Regions from separate parts of the Mus musculus genome. Here region 1 is linked to region 2. Evidence: chromatin contacts called from public HiChIP or PLAC-seq data. All regions are on one chromosome and are shown on one strand. Each heading gives the region's core, a stretch centred on a gene start, on an enhancer-like site or on the middle of the called end of the contact. The rest is flanking DNA. Distances are from core to core; before and after follow the strand shown. Region 1 overlaps Parp9 (poly (ADP-ribose) polymerase family, member 9). Region 2 holds the start of Wdr5b (WD repeat domain 5B).

What was found. HiChIP or PLAC-seq counts read pairs in DNA pulled down with a chosen protein or histone mark.
Region 1: a contact with region 2 is called in an H3K27ac HiChIP or PLAC-seq map of embryonic stem cells, with 7 read pairs. The contact joins the enhancer-like site here to the promoter of Wdr5b in region 2. A contact is called at or near these places in 2 of 39 promoter capture datasets (the C10 cell line and liver), 1 of 15 datasets of contacts at CTCF or cohesin (CD8 T cells), 1 of 484 Hi-C or Micro-C datasets (embryonic stem cells), 3 of 115 datasets of contacts at active chromatin or transcription factors (bone marrow-derived macrophages and embryonic stem cells) and 3 of 9 other capture datasets (adipose tissue, liver and pancreatic islet).

The regions. Positions count from the first base shown.
Region 1 is chr16:35,963,794-35,970,369 of GRCm38.p6, forward strand. It overlaps Parp9 (poly (ADP-ribose) polymerase family, member 9), which reads left to right. Exons shown (of 11, transcript NM_030253.3): 8 at 182-571; 9 at 3,857-3,993; 10 at 5,798-5,972. Gm15564 (a long non-coding RNA gene) reads right to left here. Exons shown (of 2, transcript XR_001781900.2): 2 at 2,958-3,727. Among named protein-coding and RNA genes, the nearest start is that of Gm15564, 16 kb to the right of the region's middle. Within about 2 kb of position 2,433, at least 13 of the 459 cell types and tissues checked have an H3K27ac peak or open chromatin away from gene starts, as enhancers often do. A contact at or near this core is called in embryonic stem cells, where this site is marked.
Region 2 is chr16:36,039,884-36,046,788 of GRCm38.p6, forward strand. It overlaps Wdr5b (WD repeat domain 5B), which reads left to right and starts at 1,307. Exons shown (of 1, transcript NM_027113.2): 1 at 1,307-3,091. The coding sequence starts at 1,630. The coding sequence ends at 2,616. Fam162a (family with sequence similarity 162, member A) reads right to left here. Exons shown (of 5, transcript NM_027342.2): 4 at 6,496-6,604; 5 at 3,961-4,208. The coding sequence ends at 4,116.

The DNA of each region.
Region 1 (6,576 bases), core at 1,183-3,682, 75 kb before region 2:
TTATATGTAAGTACACTGTAGCTGTCTTCAGACACTCCAGAAGAGGGAGTCAGATCTCCTTACGGATGGTTGTGAGCCACCATGTGGTTGCTGGGATTTGAACTCTGGACCTTCGGAAGAGCAGTCGGGTGCTCTTACCCACTGAGCCATCTCACCAGCCCCCATATCTGTTTTTTGATAGGTGCTTTAGCCCTGCAGTGGTCCAGTGGGGAGCAAAGAAGAGGCGGCCTTGAAGCTGGATCTCCTGCCATCAATCTCATGGGTGTAAAAGTGGGAGAGATGTGTGAGGCCCAGGAATGGATTGAAAGGTTGCTGGTCTCCCTGGACCACCACATCATTGAGAATAATCATATTCTCTATCTTGGGAAAAAAGAGCACGACGTGCTGTCTGAGCTCCAGACCAGCACAAGAGTCTCCATTTCAGAGACTGTCAGTCCAAGAACGGCCACTTTGGAGATTAAAGGTCCCCAGGCTGACCTCATTGACGCAGTTATGAGGATTGAATGTATGCTGTGTGACGTTCAGGAAGAAGTGGCAGGAAAAAGGGAGAAAAATCTTTGGAGCTTGTCAGGTGAGTGACTGCATGTTAAGTTAAAAGCCCTTGCTAGGAATTGTGCGACACCACACCCTTTATCCTCCTGGCACCTGTAAGGTAAATCTGTGTGAGTTCCAGGCCAGCCAGGGCTACATATATGGTGAGACTGTCTCAAAATAAATAAATTGAATGAGGAAAAAAGTTTCTTAAATTTGAAGTAAATGTCCTTCGAACTAAGGGATGAGGGAGGTGTTAGTATGGGTTAGTATTGGTATTGGTATAGATTAGTGTAGGTATGGACAGTAAATTTGTTAAGTCAGGTCAAACCAATAATATTCCAGAGTGCTCTCTGTGAATAGAGAAGATGGAACGGAAACAGAAAGGAGCGAAATGGTGAACCCCAATCTCCCAAAGCCAGGTGCAATCCCAACACAGGGCAGATAGAGGCAGGAGGATCAGGAGTTTAAGTCTACCCTAGCCTCAAAGTAAGTTGGAGACTAACCTGCCCTACATACTATCCCATCTTCAAACAAAGCAGTCAGTTCTCCCAAGTGTTCCTTCTGGTCGCATATATTTGGGTCTTTGTGGATAACAGACTGAGTGAAGAAAATAAACCGTTCTGGCTCAGACTTAGGCTATTTGCTTTTCATGATTGGGGGTGTAAATGTTTTTGTTTATTCCCTGAGACTTTCATACATGTAGACAATGCATTCATATTCACCCCCATTCTTCTGTCCCAGTTCCTCTTAGACCTCCCTGTTGGGATGACCCACTAATATTGTATTTACTGTGTGCGTTCTCAATTGTTAATTGTTGGGCCAGGCTGCACCAGGCTAGCGGGATATGTAAATGCTTGTCACATCCTCACCTGCTCAAAAAGAAAGGCAAGTTGCTGTGGGGAAGGTCATGTATCTCCCAGTGCCAACTGGTTGAGTTTGTAATAAAGACCTGAGGGCTGAGGCTTGGGCAGAAAGACAGCAGGAAAGAGACATTGAGTGGCAAGTGGAGAGAATCAATGGCAGGTAATTTGGGTTACGTTTAGATGGGCTAGCTAAGGAATAGCCCCAGCAGACAGGCCAACAGCTTTAAACTGTATAGATGTCTATGCGTCTTTATTATTATTCTATTATTATTAAACCTCAAGTGAGGCCAGTAAAAGCCCTGAAATCTCCACATTTCCCTTCCAACTTCATGTCTTTTTAAAAAAAGTACACTGAGTTCAATTGGAGCCTTCCATATGCAGGTGAATCTAGTGCTATCCAGTGGACCATGAGCAACTTACTGGGCTACATCCCTGAGGAAAATGGACTCCTCCTCCTAGTAGCCATCAAATACCATAGTTCCTTAGTTAGAGGGGCCAGTTCCCAAGACTCTCCCCTTTACATGCTCAAATTTTGACTGACTTGATTTTCTGCTTATCTGGTACAACAGCCACAGCTGCTGCTGTTCCTGTTTCCAACAACTCTGTTATATCCAGACCTCTTTTTTCTTTCCTTTTTTTTTTTTTAAGATTTATTTATTTTATGTGAGTACACTGTTGCTGTCTTCAGATATACCAGATGAGGCATCAGATCTCATTACAGATGTTGTGAGCCACCATGTGGCTGCTGGGAATTGAACTCAGGACCTCCGGAAGAGCAGTCAGTACTCTTAACTGCTGAGCCATCTCTCCAGCCCATCCTCTCCCCTCCCCTCCCCTCCCCTCCCCTCCCCTCCCCTCCTTTTTCCTTTCCTTTCCTTTCCTTTCCTTTCCTTTCCTTTCCTTTCCTTTCCTTTCCTTTCCTTTCCTTTCCTTTCCGAAAGGGTCTCAAGTAGCGGAAACTGGCCTTGAACTCATTGCAGTAAATCTCCTCCCAAATATCCCCAGGCAATGAAAACACAACACAGTTAATATGATTACAAGCTGTGCGCCTAGATTGGGCAGATCTACCGTTACACTACCATCTTCCACAGCTTATGAGACCTCTTAGAACTTGCAGTTTCTCCAGGCCATGTGCTTCTGCTCTGCTTTTCTCCTTCTTCCTCCTCCTCTTGTCCTCTCCCTCTTACATTTTCTCCTTCTCTCTCCCCCTCCTTCTGCTCCACCTTCCCTTTTTTTTAAATTTTTTTTATTTTTTATTTTTCCACCTTCCCTTTTATCTGCCCAATCATCAGCTCTCCTTTATTTTACAAATTAAGGTGGGAAGCAGGTTTACAGGAAATCACCTGAGTGCTGACTCATTCCTTGTTAGCAGCTACTGGACCGGGAGAACGGAATTAACATCAAATATAATTAGCCCCAGGGCTAGCCACAACAATTACATACTTAAGGATAGCCTTGAACTCCTAGTTCTCCTGCCTGTGTGGCTATTGAGTGCTTAGTTAACAGGTTTCTGCCACGGATGTTATCTGTGCTGATGAAATGAGCCAATTCAAGCCAAAGTAAAGTATATAAAGGCAGGTTTATTGGGTACAGCTCTCAGGCTAATTCATTGAGATGCTGTGCAGAGGAGGAGACAGAAAAGTGGGGTCCACGGAGAGAAAGCAGGCATGGGGGGGGGGGCTGGAAGAGAGAACAAAAAATGTCTGGATTACATAGGGAAGAGCCTCCTGGGGAGGGGAAGCCAAGCTCATTGGCTGGGAAGTTCAGGATAGAGGACAGGATATGCCAGCCATATCCTGTAGCAGGTAGGGACTGAGAGATGCTGGTAGAACCTAGAGACCAGTTCTGCTTTGGTACGTTAAATAAGCACCTCCACACCCTGTTCCAACATCTTCCAAATCCCAATAGCCACTGTGTCTGACCTGGTTTGGTTTTTTTGTTTGTTTGTTTGTTTGTTTTTTGAGATAAGGCCTTATAACCCTGGCCTTCCTGAAATTGATTATGTATCCCAGGTGAGTTTTAAACTTAGGACAGTTATCCTGCCTCAGCCTCCCTGGGGTTACAGATGTGAGTCACCATGGTTAGCTCAGGTCACATCACTTTGATAAGCCATGTTTTGTCTTTCTACTGTTAGTTGTAAATTAATAAATAGAAACACATACTGTCGGATTTACTTGTGGTGTCATGGATTATACAAAAAGCCTTAAGACAAAGTTAGAGCCATGCAGAGAAGACAATAAGAAATGGAACATGTCCACTTCTGCAAATGCAGCATTAACGGGTAACTGTATTTTACCTGATGGCCAGGTTGTAGTATCTGATGCCCTCTTCTGGCATGCAGGTGTACATGTAGATAGAGGAAAAAAAATAAAAAGAGAGAGAGAGAGAGAGTTAACATATTTTTCCCCCTGTGTTCATGGAGCATTGAAACAAGGTTTTTTTCTTACTCATTATTTTAGGACAGGGGACCAACCAGCAAGAAAAACTGGATAAAATGGAAGAATCGTACACATTTCAACGATACCCAGCATCATTAACTCAGGAACTTCAGGACCGAAAGAAACAGTTTGAAAAGTGTGGCTTGTGGGTTGTGCAGGTATAATCAAAGAAGGCTCTGGTTTACCTAGCTGTTAACTGGTTCTATAGCCAAAATGAAAATTCTCCTGCCAAGGACTCAGCCGCTCAGTCACCTGGAGTCTGGAATAAGACTGGGTAGAAATACAGGCCTTGAAGAGTAGAGTTAGAATCAGGAGGCAGACATGATGTCAAGACAAGCAGAGACACAGACTCAAGATTTATGAGGAAGTGTCTACCTGTCATCGACAACTACCGTGGAAAGCACACGGTGTTTAGCCTGCCGTGCTACCTCTGTTTAACCCACTTTTATCTTACTAAGCCATTAGCTGTAATGGGACACATACTATGCCTGTAGGTCATTTCTGTACCAGTGACTGCACATGCTGATGACACAGTGGAGTTGTGTGTGAAGCAGGGTAGGCATGCTGTGTGTATGCTGTCTAAATAAAGGGCTTCTCCAGTTAAAGTGTCCCAACAAGGCAAAACTTTACTTCTCATCAGCAGGGTGCACGCTACTCAGAAAGAAGAGCTGGGTGGGGGAGCTCACTCGGTTACATTCTAACACAGGTGGAGACTGTCCTGTCCCCACTGACAGGAGTCTGACCTCCACTGTTGCTGGCTTGGCTAGCTTTCAAAGAAACTGTGAAAAGGAGATGAAGGAAATGGGGGCAGGGAAGTGCCAGTGCCTAAATTACTTAAGCTCCTAGCTGCCTGGCCTTTGTAAATAAAAAGTTTTATGGGGTAGGAGATTAAAGCTTTGTATAAAAGTCTTACTAGGTATGGGAGATAAGATTTGAGTTCCTTCTCATAAAAGACTGTCAGGAAAGACTAATATTTGAGGTCTCTAGTATGTGGAGGTTAGGAAACCTTAGCTGTTGTCCTGCCTTAGGACTCTTCTCTTCCACTGCTCACCTTGTTTTTTTTGAGACAGGGTCTGTGGTAGTTTGAATGCGAACGCCCCCACCCCCACCCCCACCACCCCATAGGCTCATACATTAGAATGCTTGGTCCCTAGTTAGTGTAACTATTTCAGAAGGGTTTGGAGGTGTGGTCTTATTGGAGGAGGTGGGTCCCTGGGAGTGGGCTTTGAGGTTTCAAAAGGTATGCCAGCCTGTCTTGGTCTCTGTTACTGTTCTCATACATGCCTGCTTCCTTTAATTATGATCATGGACCAAACGTCAAAAACTATAAGCAAGCACTAGTTAGATGCAGTCTTTTATAAGAGATGCCTTGGACATGGTGTCTCTTCACAGCAATAGAATAGTAACTAAAACGGGGTCTCTCGCTTTTACTTGGAACTTGCTAATTGGGCAAGCTTGGCCAGCCAGTGAGCCCCAGGGACATGTGTCGTCCCCAGTCCTGGGATCACAAGCACATATCACATGTGTGGCTTCTTAAAATGTAGAGTCTGAGGAGTGAACTCAGGTCCTCATGTTTTCAAGCGGGACACTTTACCAACTAACTGAGCCATCCCCCAAGCCTGTGAAATCTTTATTAAGTTACTTTCTTTTGAGACAGAGTCTCACGTAGCCCAGGCTAGCTTTATACTTGCATATGTAGCTGAGACTGTCCTTGATCTCTTTCTGACCCCTCCCCCTGTCTCTACTTCTGGGTCTAAAGGCATACAACTGACATTATTAAATGCACTTATTGAAAAAGGGGGTAGGATATTTTGAAGAGACAGAGAGAGAAGCCAGATTAGGAGAGAACTGAACAGCAAGCTTCATATATTCTATCCACGTAGCACATGTATCTTTCAAGCAGTGCGGGAAACAATTTAAGTAGCCATTTTTCAGAGCATCAAATCTCTTCTTTGCTTACAGGTGGAGCAGATAGACAATAAGGTGCTGCTGGCTGCCTTCCAAGAGAAGAAGAAAATGATGGAAGAGAGGACGCCAAAGGGATCTGGGAGCCAAAGGTTGTTTCAGCAGGTCCCACATCAGTTCTGCAATACGGTGTGCAGAGTCGGCTTCCACAGAATGTATTCGACATCCTATAGTAGGTGTCAGGCTTGTCCTCTGGGCGTGTCTTCAGGGCTGCCTACTTGGGCACAGGCTAGCAGAGTCAGTGGGTGACTGTCGGGGAGGGATCCTTCTCCCCTGGGCTTCAGGAGTGAAGTCTTTTAGAAATGGTCACTCTTTTATCTTTTCTGTCTTTTGTTTGTGTGCGATACATTGATGGGAGAATGGACAGCAGGATCTATGGTGCTCGTTTTAACCTTGTTCCCGTTTCAGTGTTCTAGCTATCCTATCTGCAGAGGGCGCCTTGATGTGTCCCTTTCTTACCTTTCTCATTTCACTGATAATACCAACTCCTCCTTCCTTAGTTAGAAGCTAACATTTACCTTAAAGTAACTTAGTTACTTAAGAAAGTAACTTGAAGAAACTTGTATCTTGTGCCCCGCCCTACCTTTTTTAGACAGAATCTATGTAGTCCCGGCTGTCTTGTAACTCACAGAGATCTGGCTGCAGTAACCTTCCCTGGTACTGTTCCTGGGATTTAAGGCATGTACCATCATGCTGGACCCTTCCGTCCTCTATTTCCTGTCAGTGAAGCAGGTATAATCTGGCAGATGAAGTGTCCCCTCTTACTTATTAGCTAC
Region 2 (6,905 bases), core at 57-2,556:
AGGAGTAATCTTCGAAGACCATATAAGTCTGGCACATGTTTCTTTTTTTTTTTTTAAATGGTTTTTTAAAGGAGAAACAGATTTTTGATTTTTTTTTTTTTCAGTGAACAAAGCAAAACCTAGAGGTCCCCTTACGCGAAGGGTAGCTTGTTGTAAAAGGAAGAAATGCGGGCTGGTGAGATGGCTCAGTGGTTGAGAGCACCCGGAGTTCAAATCCCAGCAACCATATGGTGGCTCACAACCATCTGTAAGAAGATCTGATGCCCTCTTCTGTAGTGTCTGAAGACAGCTACAGTGTACTTACATATTATAAATAAATCTTTTTTTTTTTTTTTTTTAAAGGAAGACATGCTACTGCTTAGGAGCTCAGGATCCTGCTCTGCTTGCTGCCATTTAGGATTACTATTTCCTGGTGAACACTGTCACCAAATCTCCTTCCTGAGAGCTAAGCAGATCCTAGTAATTTGTTAGGACAGTTTGTTAATATTAGACCATGAGTAACGACAAACAGTTTTACTTACAGCCTTTTCTTTTTGGGAGTCCCCAATGCTATTTATACACAAGGTATCCTACACATCAAAAAGTGCGTTTTACCCTTCAAAGTTCAAGTCATGTCTTAATCCTACCAACGTACCAAGTCTGCGCATCTTTTGTCCCTCGTGCTTGTGTGTGTAGTGAACTAAAGGTCCATCACCATCCTGGTTTAGCTCCTAGGTTGTACCCATTATATCCTTTTGGTTTTCTAGTCATTAGAAAAATATATATTTACTTGAAATAAAGCCTAAAATTTGTTATTCAATGTGCTTTAGGTGAGTTAATAAAAATGGAAAGTTTTTGAATTGATGATATAATCTCTATATCAGAAGTCACCGTAGTCCAGGCTTCAGATGTAGTTCAGTGGTTAAGATCATTGGCAGTTCTCCAGAGGACCTTCCAGCACCTACAGGCAGCTCACAACCATCTGTAACTCCATTTCCAGGATGATGGGACTCCTGACCCTGAGGGTAGGTATTGCATTCGCAAAGTACACACACAGGCAGCTATTATTATTATAATCTTGGCAGCTAAACTCAGTCGGGGTGGGTGTGGACAGAGGTACCCTCAATATGCACAGCCTTCATGAAGTGCCTGCTGCGCCCTTTCCTGCACCCAGCTCTCTCAGGGAAAAAAACCGGGTTCAGTGTCAACTTCCTGTCCTGGAGAACCGGAAGAAAATGCATGTCTCCTTCGGCGCGTGCGCAGCCTGGCAGGATGCGTACCTAGCGTCGTCCTGGGCTCTACTTGAGCCTCTCATAAATCCTGTTTTGTGTGACGTCATCTGTTGCTTGAGGTTCCCAGACATTTTGGAGCTGCGGAGGGCGTGGAAGAGGAAAGGTGCAGCCCCGAACCCCCGCGGATCGGCCTAGTCCTTTGACAGCATCTGACACGAGTACGGATCCCAGGATCACTGTGATCCGTGATGCTATAGAAGAAAGCAAGACGGGGAGTGGTTCAAACTTCGTTGCTGACTGGGAACGGACCTTATAGAGGAGCCCATGTTACAATCAAAACCATCCGCCTTCCAACCGCAAGTTTTAACTTCTGTAAGTTTCAGGGCGGGAAGCCCGCGCAAATTATAGAGCCGGATCTATGGCGACCGAGCATCTGCCAGCAGAGAGAGCACAGTCACTTCTCTCTGCCCCCCGGCGCGAGGAAGAGCCGCAGAAACCCAACTATGCTCTCAGACTTACTCTTGCGGGGCACTCGGCGGCCATATCATCAGTTAAATTTAGTCCTAATGGCGAATGGCTAGCGAGTTCTGCAGCTGATGCACTAATTATAATTTGGGGAGCATACGATGGGAATTGTAAGAAAACACTCTATGGTCACAGTCTGGAAATATCAGATGTTGCCTGGTCTTCAGATTCTAGTCGTCTAGTTTCAGCCTCAGATGATAAGACTCTAAAGGTATGGGATATGAGATCTGGAAAATGTCTGAAAACACTGAAGGGGCACAGCGATTTCGTCTTCTGTTGTGACTTCAACCCACCATCCAACCTCATCGTTTCGGGCTCTTTTGATGAGAGTGTGAAAATATGGGAAGTAAAAACAGGAAAATGCCTCAAGACTTTGTCTGCACATTCGGACCCCATTTCTGCCGTAAATTTTAATTGTAATGGGTCCTTGATAGTGTCCGGGAGCTATGATGGGCTTTGTAGAATTTGGGATGCTGCGTCAGGCCAGTGTTTAAGGACACTTGCTGATGAAGGCAACCCTCCAGTGTCTTTTGTAAAATTTTCTCCAAATGGTAAATACATTCTCACTGCAACTTTGGACAATACTCTTAAACTGTGGGATTACAGCAGGGGCAGATGCCTGAAGACATACACTGGTCATAAGAATGAGAAATACTGCCTATTTGCCAGTTTCTCGGTTACTGGTAGAAAGTGGGTTGTGTCTGGTTCAGAGGACAACATGGTTTACATCTGGAATCTTCAGACTAAAGAGATTGTACAGAGGTTGCAAGGTCACACAGATGTGGTGATCTCAGCAGCCTGTCACCCTACAAAAAACATCATCGCATCAGCAGCACTAGAAAATGACAAGACAATTAAAGTGTGGTCGAGTGACTGCTGAAGTCTCTGGCAGGCGATGAGGAAAGCCAAGTTAGACACAAAATCCAAAGGATGGTCTCTCTGGATTCTGGCAAAGCTTAAACTGTCCTTGAGTCTGAATCATCTTACTTTGCAAAGTGAGACCCTTGTAAAAACAGGTCTAGGACTTAGGGCTTGTGAATCCTAGTCTTGAGGCCTGCTAGGAATCTCCTGTGCTCACCCCTGGACAGAGCCTCATTCTTTCACTGGCTTTCCCAGGGGGGTAAGGTTTTTGGAATATCTGGAAAGGTGACACAACAGGATGACCCAGGGGAGGAGGGACGTGTAGCCTCTGGTTTGGGAGGTCATTAAGGGCAGTGACATTAGGGAGGCAATGAGAGGATTGGAGACATTTTACATGTCACTTGTATATTTTTGTTATTCAATATGATTGGGCATCAAATTGCCAAATTAATCTGTCAAGTTGGGGACAATAAATCATGGTCCGGTTTGTTCTATGAATGATAAACTATCCAACACATACAACACACACAGTGCTTTTTGATGATAAATATGAAAGTGACAAAAATCAAAGCATTTGATACCTAAAATGAAGCAAAGGCAGAAAGTACATATAGCTAGACAGCATATGGACCATTAGATTTCTGAAGCCATAGGCAGCGTTCCATCATATGTGCGTCTCCGTAAGTTCCCAGACAGTGGCACGTGGTACCTTTAAAGTTACAGCTGTTAACTGAGAGCTCTCGTGTCTGATGGCTAGAATGTCGTGTCATGTTAGCTCTCGGGAGGCGTGTGAGAGTCAGTGAAGTGTTAACAGCAGAAACTACCCGCATACCAGACACCTTGCTAGCCTAAGGACAAGCTAATGGAGATGTACTGATCTAAGTGGTTACTTTCCAACACTTAGAAGTACAGGCATGGCGTTTTCCTAAGTACAAAATGTAATACCCTGAGGGTAGGAAAGGGACTGATTGGGAGCCAAGCCATGAACTAGGAGGTAGCAGTTGTCCCCCAGAAAGTCCAGGATGAATAACTCAAAACTCATGGCCAGACTACTCTCATGCCAGGGCATTCTCAAAGGCTCTTCAAAATGCCTCTGCCTACTGCCATGCCAGACCATTCAGTGCATGGGGAGCCAGCCTTCACAAAGACACCCTGGCTTCTTATCCTGTCAGGCATGGTATACATAAGAGAGACCTATAGGACTCATGTCTCACCTTTGGTAGGTGAGAAGAAGCTAGCTAATGAACCTGATACTCCCAAGAAGAGATAATACTATAAACTTGGAATTATTTGCCTCTTTTCCACTTTGCACAGTGGGGAGGCTAGGTTTTACTTGGATGAAAGCAACAAAACAAAGACAAGTCATTCTTTAAGAAAATGTATTTGTTCCTCTACAGCATTAATAGGGAAGTGGAATACATCTGTGCAAAATACATGTCTGCAAAGTGAGTCTCAGATTGTATCCTTTGTAAAGCAGGTTTCTTGTTGCAGCCTTACTCCTGGGTTTTCCAAATACTTCTAGTCTGTTTTGGCCTTCATAGCTGCCTCCTCTCTCAGACGGGCTTTCCTTTCCAGGTTCAAGCTTGTTAAAGACTCATGTCTTTTCGCAGCCTAAAAGGAAATACATTTGGAGAGATGATGGCAGGTCTGGAAGGCTGTTCTCCCCTTGTGCTGAGAGCAGTAGGCTAGCTGTGCAGCACAGGCCAGGAGTGGTCAGCTGCCTGGACACTGGACAGTCATGCTCTCTACACACCTTCCACCCCCTCCCGGGAGAGAAATACACAGCTCCCCCTTCTCTGCATGTGCGGCCTCTCTACAATCCCATGTCTTCTTCACACCCTTCCCTATTCTACAATATACAGCACTTCACCTCCACTTTTCTCCTTTCTGCTTCCCTAACTCGTGTACACTTTCCTGTCTTTCTAGCCTTTTCTTTTAACAAAACATGCAGCTTTGGGAATCCCTGATGACTTCTAGAATTATCTATCCCAGAACTCCACCCCTTCAAAGCAACTGGCAGCAGGGGAGCCCCTGCCATTTCTTTGGCTTCCCTCAATGGGAACTGTTAAAGTTGTATGAAGCTTCTATAATCAGACCAATGTTTATGTCAAGTATGTGGATTTTCTGACATCCATGTTACTGCACATGTGAAGAGTTTGGTGGGAGGAGAAAATGGATGGGAAACAAATGTCAGCGGTAAGACAAAGCATGATGGTAACTAACTCCTCTCCTAAATGACGTTAGCGCAAAAGCTTCTCCTCCTAGCACAGCCTGGAAGGTGCTGGAGGACGTCCTAGGGGGATTCACTCCTGGAGATCTTGAACGTCAGCCAGCCATCTCTCACACTTCTAGAAACCCACGTGCCCGTGCACAGGCTTCTAAAGCTTTCAGTCTGAGAACCATGAATGGGAGGTCAGAGGTCACACGAGGAGATGGGAAAAGTGAAGTAGAACAGGCTCACTTTCAAGAGAACTTCTCCCAGGTCAGCCCCCGTGGCCCTTTGTGCCCCTATGAGGCCAGACTGAAATGGCTAGTGCGTTTATGTGACCGCAGTGTCACCGCAGAGTCCCCAGTTCCCTTCCTTTTTACTCTGGAGTTGCTCAGGAGAAGATCAGTTGACAAGTGCTTCTTCAGAGGTAGCTTTTAAATATGGACTAACAGTTTCTCTGTGTGAAAGCTGTAACACAGAACTAGACATGATTTTCAAAGTGTGTGTCTGAGTTTAAAAGCAGGCGCACACACACTACATTTTACTTATTTTTATTTTGTGTGTATAGATATTTACCTGTATGTATGTACATGTACACATATGTGCATGGTATCTGTGAAGGCCAGAAAAGGGTGCCAGGTTCCCAGGAACTGGAGTTACAGATGGTTGTAAGCTGCCATGTGGGTGCTGGGGAACCGAACCTGGGTATTCTCTACAAGGGCAGCAAGAGGCCCTAACCACTGAGCCATTTCTCCAGCCTCCAGAGTAACTATATCTTAATAACAAGATGGTTTAATAGGATATTTGGTACATGCAAAATTAGATCTAAAGTTTTTCTTTTGATTATTTTTGTTTTGTCTGTAGAGCCCTGGCTGTCCTGGAACTCACTCTGTAGACCAGGCTGGCCTCAAACTCAGAAATCCGCCTGTTTCTGCCTCCCAAGTGCTGGGATTAAAGGCGTGTACCACCACCGCCCAGCTTGAATTTTTTTTTTTTTTAATTTCAAGTTTTTGTCTCCATTTACTATGTGAGTTCTGGAAAGTGTATGGTGCATGTGAGCTTCAGGTTCCTTCATTACAAAGCCTGCTGAGAGAAAGCGCTCTCAGGTTCTCACATCCAGTGAGCTTAACAGTTGCTGCTGTAGAGCACACATTCTGTACTGAGGAGCAATTTTAGCTTTACCTCAATTATGTCTAGGTTCCAATTCTGTCATTAGGGAAATGCATGGCTTTGGGCAAGTATATGCCAATACTTACTTTAAAACGCTATTATTTATTGTGTGTGTGCAAACACACATGTGCTCCAGAGTGCATGTGGAACATCCAGGGTGAGTCTTAGGAGTTGGGTCTCTCCTACCAGCTATTGGGACGAAGAGACTGAACTCATGTCATCAGGCCTCTGCCGCTGAGCTCTCCTTCTCCAGCCTGCTGCTAAAGCATCCGAAGCTACACTTTCCTCCTCTCATGGTAGCATCTGTCTAGCAAAGCAGTTGTGAGGGGCACATGAGGACACCACTCAGAAGGGCCTGGAGTGCACTGAGCACTCAGTCAGTACACTAATACAGAGTATTCTGCGAGCCAGTAAATTCACACGACGTGTTCCCCTTCACAGAGCTAAGGTGTGAGCCAGGCACCACGTTCCTCCATCTTTGGGGAAAGCATGGTGAGGCCGAGAGGAGCCCACTCTCACCTTCTTGCCCTCAATAACCATATAGATGCATCCTGCCACGGTCAGGGCAATCATTAGATAGCTGACCTTCACCCGGAGCTTGTTCTTCGCAGCATCAAGCATCTCAAATCTAGCAACAGAACGAGAAAGCCGTATTAACCCTTCTCTTTCTCAACTTGTAGCAGGATCAAACACTGTGCATCGCAACGTTTTCTATTCACAGACAGTGATGTCTGTGAATAGAAAAAAGAAGCTAGGACCTAGGGACCTCATAGCACCTTGGAGAGGGTTGACCAAGTTCAAGACTAATCTTTTTGGTTGTTCTTGGAGACAGGGTCTTTCTTGCTTTATAGCCCAGGCTGGCCTTGAACTCATTCTTCTCTCAAAAGCTCTGCTATGAGCTAAAGTAAACTCACAAAGACACAGTTCAG